2 separate regions of the Arachis hypogaea genome follow, and region 2 is linked to region 1. A link is a contact called in public Hi-C data. All regions are on one chromosome and are shown on one strand. The core of a region is the stretch at or near the end of the contact, and the rest is flanking DNA. Distances in the headings are between cores, read along the strand shown. Region 1 overlaps LOC140184518. Region 2 has its middle 11 kb from the start of LOC112795689.

Region 1 (6,372 bases), core at 1,857-4,356:
TGCAGCAATCCATAAACCAGCCGCAAACCCTTAAATGAAGCTCCTATCCACGACGTATTAGTTCTTAACCTGTCGGATTGGGGGATGCCGTGGACAACAAAAAAAAAATTTTAATACAGAAAAACCGCGTTTGTTTGCTCTACAACCAAGATACACATTAACAGATATAGTATGTGTTTGATATTATATAGTACAAATTTTCTTCTATTATGTACGCATTGCTAGTTTATCGCTATGTACATCAAGAGTTTATCGCAGTACTAGTTAACTATTGCATCCATAATTTACTCTAAAATGTGCAGTTTACGATTTATTCTGTAATGAGTTATAAGATCTTGAGGGAATTATTACCATAAAAGTTTGTTGTTAGAGTGAGAGTCTTATCCAGTTTTATACCATCCCTGTTTAATTATTAACATTCCAACGGCTCCATTTAGTGGCACTTAACTAGATTTTCTGTCGTTTTTCAAAACTCTCTATGGTGGGTAGTTCTTTTTAGTCGGACAGCTCTTAATAAGAGCACAAACATAAAGAGTTACAAAATATTTGAAGAGTAGTCATCACTGAAAACATTATCTGTCATGGCGAAAGAACTCAAAGTCTTATCATTTAATTTGATGCATTGATTTTTTGTTGTCAGACACTTTTTCAGATATTTATTAAAATATCAATGGAATGTATTCACGGACTTATCAAACCCAACAAAAAAAATAGATCGGATTAAGATTTTACATTCGTCAAACCCGCGTCGCCAAATCTATGACATTTAACGGTTGGACAAGCTATCTACGCGATTAAATTTTTTTTTTTAACAAAAGAAAATGAACACTGCAAAAAAAATATAAAATTTAAAAATTGCAATTTTCAAACACATTTCGTCCAATTTTTTTTTATTTTATTTTTTTATTTTGTTTTAATCTGCACTCATGTATACATATATATATATATATAACATAGTTTGTTTCTTAAAACAAAGATAGTTCTATTGTTTTATATCATAAATTATTTTTATTTTTTGTGTTGTAAATATTGTTGTTGTTTCATATTTCTTTGTTTATTTAAAAGTAATTGAAACTATATTTTTTTTACTATAAAAATATGTTTAAAACCGTCGGAATTATTGGTAAAATCCTTTAAAAAATTCGATAATAATAATATTATTACCGTCAAACGAATTCTGATGGTATAAACATCATTAGTAAATGATTACTAACGAACTTTTGGTTTTCGATGCTAATTACGATCGGCTTATTCTGACTGTAATTATTTATAGAATGACTAGTTTGATTTGTATTTACCATTAAAAAAATCCAATAATAACGTTGGCGACATTTTCATTGTTTTTGTACCCTAATTATTGCCGAAAATTTTCGTCCAAAATTCCAATAGTAATATTATTCAAGAAAAATAAAATTAAAAAAATTAAATATGCCGTCGGATTTATTATCCCATGCAAAATCTAATAGTAATATTTTTAATAAAAAAATTATTTTTTATTTAATATTTTTATCTATGATTACTATCATTATAACCTGATTAAACCAAAATAAAGATTAATGAAAATGAATTTGTTTCATTAAAATAAAAAAATAATATATAACCTGAAATAACAACTGCTAATAACAAAATAAGTAATACTGTAAATGAAATAACAGATAATAATATGAAACTATACAAAAAAAAAACACTAAATTCTATAGGTCCTCATAATCATTGTCATCTTCCTCTTCCAGATGGTTTCGCTGCTGGTCCTAATGCGGCAACGCTGTAATAGGTGCTGCGATGTCTGAGATGGTGCAAATGTAGATGAGAAGGAGCCGCCTCTAGCGCCACTGTCTTCCGCGTATATATGCTCTTAGTAGGTAGCTGTCTGCTCACACAAATTTACGTCCTGCGGATCTACAGGGCTAGTGGCCAAGGTGGAGGAAGCCCTGAAGGTGGACTTTGCGCAGGTTTCTGGTGAAGAATGACCTTACTCCAAAGATGTGGTTCTTTTATGGCTCAGATGCGGTCTGACATCACACAACATCAGGATCCACCACGAATTCTCTCGAGGGGTTGCCATTGTCTATGTCTGCTGAGATTGCTATGTCGCAACCTCTAAGTTATCGATGTATAAATCCTATAATATTTAATGTGAATGCCAATATAAGAGGTCATATGATAGTATGCTATTAAATTCTATAAAAAGTCGATTACTTACAAAAAAAAGTCCACAGATCACTGATCAGGTAACCTCTCTTTGTTCTCCTTGAGCGTGTCGGTGTGCTTGAAAACCTCCAGCATCAAACAGGATGATGCAATAACTTTCTTTGCACATATTAGATAAGCATATTAAAACAAGTGACAATTAATTAAAGAAACAAAATAAAAGTAGCTAAGCATATTTAAAAAAGTTATACCATTTTAGCCTTTGTCTTTATAATCGTGGCCGAACCCGTTGTGTACCTCAATGCCCTGTGAACCTTATTCGTGGCTTGACGATGTTTGAAACCTTCATCTATCTCCCATTATACATACATCCGCCTTCTTAATGTCAGGTCGAAGCCACTGTATCAGGTGGTTCCTCCTCATTGCACGTCCTCTAACATCTACTAAAAACACTTTTGTCCTGCAGTGATGGATGGTCTTCTTTATCATATGGTTGTGGGCCTCATCCACGTAAGTTTCTTCTACACAATGAAATGATAGATGGTTAAAAAGTGATGTCATAAAATTATAAGTGAAATATAATTAATGTTAAATAACTAACTTACAGCCCACTAGTCAAACCATCTCTTTCTGACTTTAGGAGAACCTTCTTGTAACTGGGTCAAGGATGGTCATAAAGCAACTTGATAACATTTATACACACTCTTGTATACAAGCATTATTAATCGGTGCAAACCTAAGATGGGATAATTTATACTTAGTAAAAAACATACATTAAAAGAGAACCAAATATAAATAATATATACGAATTAATGAAGTTTATTTTTTACCTAATCATGTCATCAGATCAAATCAACGTCTTAGTAACCTGCGGTAGTGCGGGATCTGGCTAGGATACGTGGGAGGAAGCTGGTATTGCTATAGAATAGGCCATAGGAGGTGGCGTGGATGTCAGGATTTGCTGAGGAGGTGGAGGCAGTGGAGGAGTCCACTCTGTCTCAGATCGAGGTTGAACAATAGCTACAGGACCCCAATAATTGGAGTTCGAGACTATAATGAAAGACTCGTCTGATCTCCTAAAACTTGTGTCTGCTGTAGCCTTACAAGCATAACAAATGTAGTCATTCCAACAGTATTGAGCGCATTTCTAGTAATGTCATTCTCGTATCCTACATGTCATTATTTTTGTTGCATTCATATTTACAACTCATGCACATTTCTCTATCTTGTATTTATTTCTAAACAATATATAAATCTGATAGCAAAAGTGTGTGAATCAATGAGAGAGTATTTCTGCTCAAATTCTATCGGTTAGGCAAAGTGTTATAAATATTTGGTTTATATCCTGACATATGTTATATACTTTTCTATCCTGATACATCTATATAATACATATCTTTGAAGTTAACGAAAATATAGATCTGAGTAAGAATGATATTATGAAACAAAAAGGTTTGATCTAATACACTTTGGATAACGCATATCTCTGAATTATATTAGATATATTTCTAAGAACATATGATATTATGTTGTTGCCCTGAAATATTTTCAATATTGTTACTCTCATATAGATTTAATCTTATATATTGGATATTATTTTTTAGAATAAATAAAATTATTAGATTTATATTTTGTTTGTCATCATAAAAAAGGAGGAGATTGTTTGTTCTATATTTCAGTTTGAATTTTGAGAATCAACAAATAATAAATTTAAAAATCTTAAAATTTCATAAATTCACTTCTAGCAATTTGCTAAGTTTCTAATATACTAAATAATATATTTTTAAGTAAGTAATTGTAAATCAAATTTGAATAAGATTTAAGAAGAATATTTTTAATTCTCAAATATATATCAGAATGTAAGTCTGAATTATGTATCAATAATCTCATAAATAACATTAGCTTAATTCTAAAATCTGAGGAACTAGATACAAGACACTTTATTGGTAGCATATTTGTTGGTCTAGAAATTGTTACTAAAATTTCAGTTCTGTTTCTAAAATTTTAATATTTTAGTACTTTAAAAAAAGTATGAACACATGCAACCAAAATTTTTGAAAATAGATACTGAAACTTTAATAATATTTTTTATACTTAAAATATCCTCATTTCAATTAATTAATTTCAATTTTATCTTTTTTTAAATTAAATTAGAATTTTATTCTTATTTTAGTTTTTATCTCCTACTTTACACCAAACACAATACTAAAATTTATTTCAGTCTCAATTTCTTAATCTCTATTTCTCTATTTAATCTCTCAGTTTCAATCTCTCTTCTAAACGCTACCTTTAAAATCTTCAAAGAACACTCATCATATTCAACGAGTTAGAACGTGTTGAGCAATAATGCAAATTAGAATGTTTAAAATTTTATTTCATCTTATACTAGATTTACAAACAAAATATGAGATAGTTCCTATGTTTAATATATCTGAAAACTAACTAGGGCCTTTAGAATATTTAAAGTGTATCCATACATAACATTTATTTACTGTAATCTAATCTATTAGTAATAATGGAAACCATCTTTCAATTTGGACAAAGAGTTATCCCTATTATATCCCTTCATATTTAAGGTTACTTTCAAGATTAATCCTGAGTGGGTCGTGGTAGAGGCTGGAATAATACTGTAACTACATACAATTGTTTTTGTTAAATACACTACATATTTTAAAGTTGAGGCAACATTTAAAAAGTGTTGCTTAAAAGCTGATAAAAAGTTACTTTTGATCTATGGCAACACTTTTGAATCTAAGACAACGTTTTTGGGCGGCGTTGCATATGCAGCCGTTGTCTTAGATCAAGGCAACACTTTTTTGTTTTAAAAGCAACGCTTTTGAGAACAACGCTTGGTAAGTGTTGCCTTTGGTTGAAAAACAACAACACTTCAAAGGTGTGTTTGAGACAACACTTTTTCAGTGTTGTCTTTTCTCTTATATTTTGGCCACTCTAAAAAGTATTGCTTATTTGCAATAAAATGCAACCCTTTTACGTGTTGCTTATAAGTTTGAATTCGCAATACTTTAAAGTGTTGTCCATTAGTTATGAATATGCAACCCTTTAAAGCATTGCATTTTCTTTTGGATATGCAACCTATACAAGTGTTGCCTTTTCTTTTGAATATGCAACCTATACAAGTGTTGTTTTTTTTTTGGATTTGCAACCATACAATTGTTGTCTAATATTCAAAATATGCAATTAATAGAAGGGTTGCCTCTTTGGTAAAAATAAAAGTTACTTTTTAATAAAAATACACAAAAATAAATTATTTAATAAATAAGAGACAAAATAACTAAAAATAAAATTTATAAAAGAGACAAAATAACTAATAATAAAATTCTAATTAAAATAGATATTAAAAGGTTTAATTAGTATTTGAAATACATGTTCATCAATAATTCTCAACAAAATAACAAAATTCTTGTCTAACAATAATTGTCATAACAAAATAGTAAGTAATATTTATCAAAAAAATATCAATTTACTTGCATATTTTATATCCATGCTTGACTTGTCTCATATGCTAAATCTGCAAATAATACACAATAAAAAAGTATAGTATTAAAACTGAAAAATTATAATAAAATTTTTTTTATGATATTAAATACTATAGATATAAAAGCAAATTACCAGCTCATACTTTAGGATCTTTATACGAGAGGAGAAGCAAATTAAAACATGTTTAAAATTAGCAAAACAAATTAAAACATGCCACTCAAACACAAATTACAACAAATAGTACAAGTTTCAAATAGTTGTAAACTTAAAAATATCTCCGGAGAAGTCCCGTTGACCTCATTTGAGACCATAATTATCAAATTACTTTCCCTCGTTTACAATGAATGAATTAGCACGGGATGGTTTCTAACATCTGATGCAAGCAAATAACGTTAGATTAATATATCACTCAACAGGTTGTGCTAAGGGTTAACATTGTAGTAAAGAAGTTAAAGAGTGTGTAATACCTAGGACTATTTTCAAAGCTTCTCAAATAGTACCCTCTGGGATGTTGACAAAGGGTTCCTACCCACAACAAGTGTAATCAACACTGAGAATTTATAATAGTACATAATTTAAGACATAAGTTGAAAACTTAATATTGTGAATCTTTTTCCAGTTAAGAGAAATAACCCAAGGGCCAAGGCATCCCATCGCGTAGCCTTAACTCCCAGATAAAAATGCCATTATCCAGTGGAAAGCAAACATGAATGATTGAGTTCA
Region 2 (6,372 bases), core at 2,338-4,837, 58 kb before region 1:
TTGTAGTTTCTACGATCTTTTAATTTATGGTGTAACTTAATTTCTAGTTCCAATTCAATTTAATTTTAAATTTTTTCAATGTTTTAACATATTATATTTATACTATTCTTAAATATTCTTGATTTAATTATCTACCAAATTAGCCTTCTTTTCAAACATTTTGATAGAACTTTTACATGGTATTATAGCTTTCTATGACTAAAGCCAATATTAACACCATATCCCTTCTGCTAATGGTTCCTCCCAAGTTAAGATATATACTTGGGAAAGAGTTTTGAACATTTTATGGTCTATCATCTTTAGAGGCTTTAATGGAAAACTCTTTTCTATTTTTTCCTCAATGACGTAATTAAAAAAAAAGTTTTGTAAATACAAAAAATTAATTACTACATATTTGTATATATTTATATACGTTACTTCACACATTTTACTAACAAAGTAAATAATCAAACAACAACCTAATAAACTTTTTTTTTTATGAATAACAAATATGTAGTCCTATACAATAGCTTATTGATGAATGATTTTTTTTTTAATTTAAGTAGCATGGTTAGTCTCTTAAATTGCTTGATTATTGTATGAGAATAGCTAGGTCATTATGAAATGGGAGTAAACTATTAAAATTATGTCAAAAAAACTGAGTTGCTAACAAAAATATTTTTAAAAGGTAAAAAGGAAAAAAAAAACTCACAAAGCTTAAACAATTTTACAAAAGTAGGGGTGAACGCGGATTGGATATAACTAAAATTTGGATTCAATCCGCACTAAAATCATCGGATTGGATCCAATATCTGCAGGTTTTAAGTTTGGATCCGATCCGTTCTGATCCGCACATTTGCGGATTGGATCGGATAGCAGATATATCTGCAAAACTAAAAAATATTTATAAAAAGTTATTTTTATTAAAAAATATCAATAAAATTTATTTTTTTATTCTTTTAAATATGTTTACTCTTAAAATAATATTAAACATAATTTTTTTAAAAAATAAATTAAAATAATATAACATATATGATAATTATTATTTGAAATAAAATATAAAAAAAATATTTACTTATTTATTTTTTTATTTTTACGGATACGTGGATGTGCGGATACCTACACAAAATCCGCGATCCGATTCTCTTAGTGTGCGAATCTGATCTGATAGCCTTACGGATCAGATTCATATCCGCACTTTTCAGATCAGATTCAAATAAATACCGTAGATGTGCGAATCAAATCCTATCCATGAACATCCCTACACAAAAGTAACCAAACATTTAATAATTGTATTTTTGTTCACAAAATGGCTGACATGGATAACATAAATGCTTTTGTGACCACCTTATATGGTGCCACATTACCCTTTTCTATTAATAGAAACATAACTACTTGACGATCGATCATTTTGCTAACACTTTAAATTTTTTTGTCATTTTTATCGTTTGATGTTATTTTTGTCCGTATATGAATCTTTTAGATGTATTGGTAGTTTACTCATCAATAATTTTGTTATCTTTTGGTTAGTTTCTAAAGTTTTATTTTAACATGAATTACAAAATATAGTTTGAGAATGAGAAATGTGCTTGTATTAAATAACCAAAGTTCTTATTTTGTATAAACATTAATTAAGTCAAATTAACAAAATTTGGATATCAAATTGACTACTAAAATGTTTACAAGATAACTATTTATTTATTATTGCGCCAGCGTGACATTTCATTGTCAACATTAGTATAAGAATGGTTGTTGTGAGACAAAAGTTTAATAAGAGATTAACAAGATTTATGTTTTTAAGAATGAGAGACTTAGTTGATATTTTTTATAATTTTAGAACAAATTGATTCATTTTTTAGATAATTTTATATGTTAAACAATTTTTAAGAGCGTGGTATTATACCAACTTCAGAGTTAGAATCAGTGAAAATCTTATCTAAAGAAAAAGCCGTAGAGAGGATTAAGATAAGAATATCCTCTACCCACTTACATTTTTATTATTGCTCTTAAAGTTTTACTATTTTAATGAAGAATTTTGTTAGATAAACAATGATTTTTTTTAAACAAGATAAATAATAGGTTCTAAAATTGATTCAATAAAGTAAAAAAATATTCTATTTTTAAATTATTTTTTAAATTTTAATATTAGGATAACTATCTGTATACCTAGTTAATTAAACATTCAGCCATTATTAATTGTGTATGAGTAAATCGAATCAAAAGAAATAATCATCCAAATAAAAATAATGAACATAATTATCTGCATACCTATTGAATTGAACATCCAACATATTCATTATTCACATTATTTAATATTCTTATTATCTACCTATACTTTTTCTAATAAAAAAAGAGGAAAAAGAAAAATTAATATCTAGTATTAAAATTGCTTGCCTATAATATATAACCTATCTCTTATTTACCGATGATGACTGTATTATTTTTGCAAAAATTAAAGTAAAAGAAATTTATCAACTTTAGATTTTAAATATATACATAGAAGTTTCAAAAGAGAGGATAAATCTCCAAAAATCTAGTATATCATTTGAAAGTCTAGTTTCTATCCAGATTAGAGTCAACATAAAATAAATTCTAAGAATAATTACCTGGAAAAATCTTGAAAAATACCTTGGACTATGATTATTCACTTTGTATGACCTTTAAATTCTTACAACAGATCCTCCAACATGATTTTTAACTATGAAGTGAGTGTACAGACATTTTACCTCTTTGAAAATATATAAAAATAGTAATATCAGAATCATTAATTTGATCACTAGAAAAAATAACTAAAATTGGGAAGATGAATTTAATTGAGTACGCCCCAAAAAATTAATCTTTTCTTTTTGTATTAAATAAAGCATCAATATGTTTATCATTGATTAGGCTACTAATGTTAGAAAATATTTGTAGACCCAAGTGATGCTTACGGAAAAAGATTTGATAAATGTTAAGTGAACAAATTGTTATTATAACTAAGTTTAACTAAGTCTTTTTTTTTTCTAACTAAAATTTTGATCTATCAATTTTTTAACTATCGGATCAATTTGAATGAACTTTGGTTATCAAAATGATTGAGTCATATAACATCATCGAAATATTTTATACTAAAAAAAGATTGAATCAATTTGATTTGATTTACTATATATGTGTTGTGCAGTAATAAATCGAATAAACTATATTCGATGGAATGTCATAATAGCTAATTTAAATTATATTAATTCGATTTATGTTTAAATGTATTGCTCCATATAATTTGATACACATTAATTCGATTTACTACTAAAATGTATAATTTGATATATACATGAGAATATCCAAATAACATTTTTTATTTTGGATAATTCATGTAATATTGAATTACATTTTTTTAACTGTTTTTTTGTTCTTTGAGGAAAAAATTGAAGTATTTAAATTAGAAGAATTTATAGGAAAAACTAAAAATAAAAGTGGTATTGGTGAGAAGGAAGGCCTACTAAGTGTCGGTGAGCATTTAATATAATCCATAAATTAATGAAACAAAATGGGTCAAACAGTATGATATATCTTGTCTAGACTCTAGGGTATAGAAATTAATTATAAGTGAGATGTAATGTAACCCTTTTTCGGAACCATGTGCTTATGTACCCTAATGACAACAAAAGCTAATAAGCTTTAACTTCATTTTGCTTCACTATGTTTACACTCACACAACGTGGTAGTTGGAGTGTCTTTGTCCCTCAAAATCCTCCACTTACATCAACATCAAAACCCATATGACTCTTTACTACTAATATATCTTATAAACCCACAAGACATTAACATGCATGTAAAATGAAAAGGGACATGCAATATCTAAAATATTCTATATAAGCATATAAATTACTTACTAAATCAGTTTCATATAATATTTAATTAGAATAATAACCATCAATTACAAATATAATTAAACTTTCATAGTATAATAATGATATTTTCATAGTTCGATAATTAAATATTTTTATAGTTAAATAATCACATTTTTTTGTGAAAATTCAGATGAAGTCGACTTAACGTGAAGTTGATATTTGAGAGCCGTTAGATGAAAATTTAGTGAAATCAGTCAAATCATCTAATGGCTCTCAAGTATTAACTTCACGTGAAGTCGATTACACCTGAGTTTTCACCCATTATTTTTTTATAAAATACAAAAATAAATTACTACCAATTAATGTTTTTATTCTACTACTATTCGTATTTTAATTATGTTATTTATGAAAATTGATTATACATAAAATTAATTGGTAATTAATTTGTATATATAATTGATGTAACATCTACTAATAATTATCTGGAGCTATTTCTTTTGTTCGAATGAATGATCTCGTAATAAGATAACATTTTGTTTAGAGAAATAGTAGAGCATTAATATTTTTTTATCAATATTAGTTAACATTTTATATTATTATATATGGTTTAGAATTTAATACTTAATGTTTAGAATATTAACTAATTATTAACAAAAAATGATAAATTTTGTTGTCATATAACGTGGTTTTTTTTTATCCTCTATATCTAGACTCCATCATACCAATTATACATGTCATAAACAAGCTGAATTTAAAAGTAACTTTCAAGCAAAAAAATCTCTTTATAGAAACTCATATATATGATGTTCACTCTTTTTAGATAATAAAGTGGTGGGGGACTACACTTGAAGTTTATCCAATACTTTACTTTGTCTTGGTTTCAATTTTTGTTACACTTGTAAAAGTTATGCATTAATGCATAGTATAGGTGGATACTACAATGAAGATGGCAAAAATATCTTCTCATGAAGATGCTTTAGTTAAAAGTGTGGTTTATTTATTTAGCCACACTTTAAACAAAAACAACACATTTATAAATATCAAAATCTAACCATACAATCCATCATCCAAAGGTCAAAAAGAAATATACTCATATGAAGATATTTTTGCCATCTTCATTGTAGTATCCACCTATAACAATTGTATACTCATTGATGATGACGTGGATAAGACACCAACAATATAATGTTAATTGCAGCTGCACTTGTGATTCCTTATCATAAGGTGAAAATTTAGGTGTATGCAATCAATTTTATGTAAAATTATAATCGAAAACTGTTAGATGATTTGACTGATTTAACTAAATTTTTATCTAATAACTTTCGACTATCAACTTCACGTGAAATCGATTGCACCTAAATTTTTACCTTATCATAATTTAAAAACACCTCATGATACAATACATATAGTAATTAATATCTTATTTAAAAAAAAAAGAAAAATAGATGTATAGACTAAAAATAACATTCTATAAAGATTAGATTTTGGACTGTAAAATTAAAAAATACCATAAAAAAGAAAGCCTAACATTTTATATTCAAGTGATCTTGATAGATGATCATAAACAAGTTTTACTAAACAAAAAAAAAACTTAAAATACTAGAATATTGTATAATTATTATTTAAAAAATAAACATATATTAACAATACTATTGAATATATATATATATATATATATATATATATATAAGACTCATTCCAGAACTCCTTTTTAATTAAATTAATTTCAACTGATATAACAGATATATTTTTTATAACTAATCTTAACGGAATTTAATTAAACTAAGTAATCTCACTATTTTTTTGTACCCTTTACATATATAATTATAAAATAAAAAAATCTTAAAAAAAAAGAAATAATGACTTGAGTGACACGATAATACGCATAAACCATAAGCTTGTCTAAGCAGCTGTTTGGTTGGGAGGAGCGGGAAAATTGGTTTTGGCTTTGGCGTCAGGTTATTCTGAAAAAGCATAAGTTTTTGGCTTACTTGTGTCTTAAGGAGGCTCTTCCTACTGCAAGTTTTCGCTTTAGAAGAGGGATGTCGTCATCGGATAGGTGTCCAAGATGTCTTTCTAGCCAGGAATCGGTTTTACATTGTATTCGAGATTGTCCAAAAGCTCAGCTTGTCTGGCATAGGTTGGATATTTCTTGTCATCCTTTGGATTTGAAGAACTGGTTTTTGTATCATAGCAGAGAGCATCCGTTCAAGTTCTTTTCGAGACTTTGGTGGATATGGCGAGTAAGGAATAATGACTATTTAATCCCCATAAAACTTGGCCTCCGGAAAAAGTGATTTGTCTGGCATTAACTTCAGAAAAGGAGTTTAGGAATATTTTTGAATTACAACATATGTCCCTTCCCTCTACTCTAAATGGTTTTTGGAATTCCCCATCCATTGGTACTTTTAAGATTAATTGTAATACTAGTTATTTTGGTTCGGGTGATAGTGTTGGTTTTGCTTGTGTTATTAGAGATCGTAATGGGAGTTGACAAAGGGGGTGTTTGGGAATGATTGAGAGTAATAGTATTATTCAAGGAGAATTGTTTGCTATTTGGAGAGGA

What was found. Hi-C and Micro-C count contacts between places; a contact is called where the count stands out from the background.
Region 2: a contact with region 1 is called in a Hi-C map of an unstated tissue, with 2.8 times the contacts expected there. The contact joins two enhancer-like sites. A contact is called at or near these places in 3 of 8 Hi-C or Micro-C datasets (leaf and an unstated tissue).

What each region holds. Positions count from the first base shown.
Region 1 is chr4:2,256,020-2,262,391 of arahy.Tifrunner.gnm2.J5K5, reverse strand. LOC140184518 reads right to left here. Exons shown (of 12, transcript XM_072236284.1): 8 at 2,982-3,250; 9 at 2,757-2,887; 10 at 2,403-2,672; 11 at 2,204-2,310; 12 at 1,554-2,122. Among protein-coding and RNA genes, the nearest start is that of LOC140184518, 17 kb to the right of the region's middle. Within about 2 kb of position 3,106, at least 2 of the 3 cell types and tissues checked have open chromatin away from gene starts, as enhancers often do.
Region 2 is chr4:2,315,001-2,321,372 of arahy.Tifrunner.gnm2.J5K5, reverse strand. No RefSeq gene overlaps it. Among protein-coding and RNA genes, the nearest start is that of LOC112795689, 11 kb to the left of the region's middle. Within about 2 kb of position 3,587, at least 2 of the 3 cell types and tissues checked have open chromatin away from gene starts, as enhancers often do.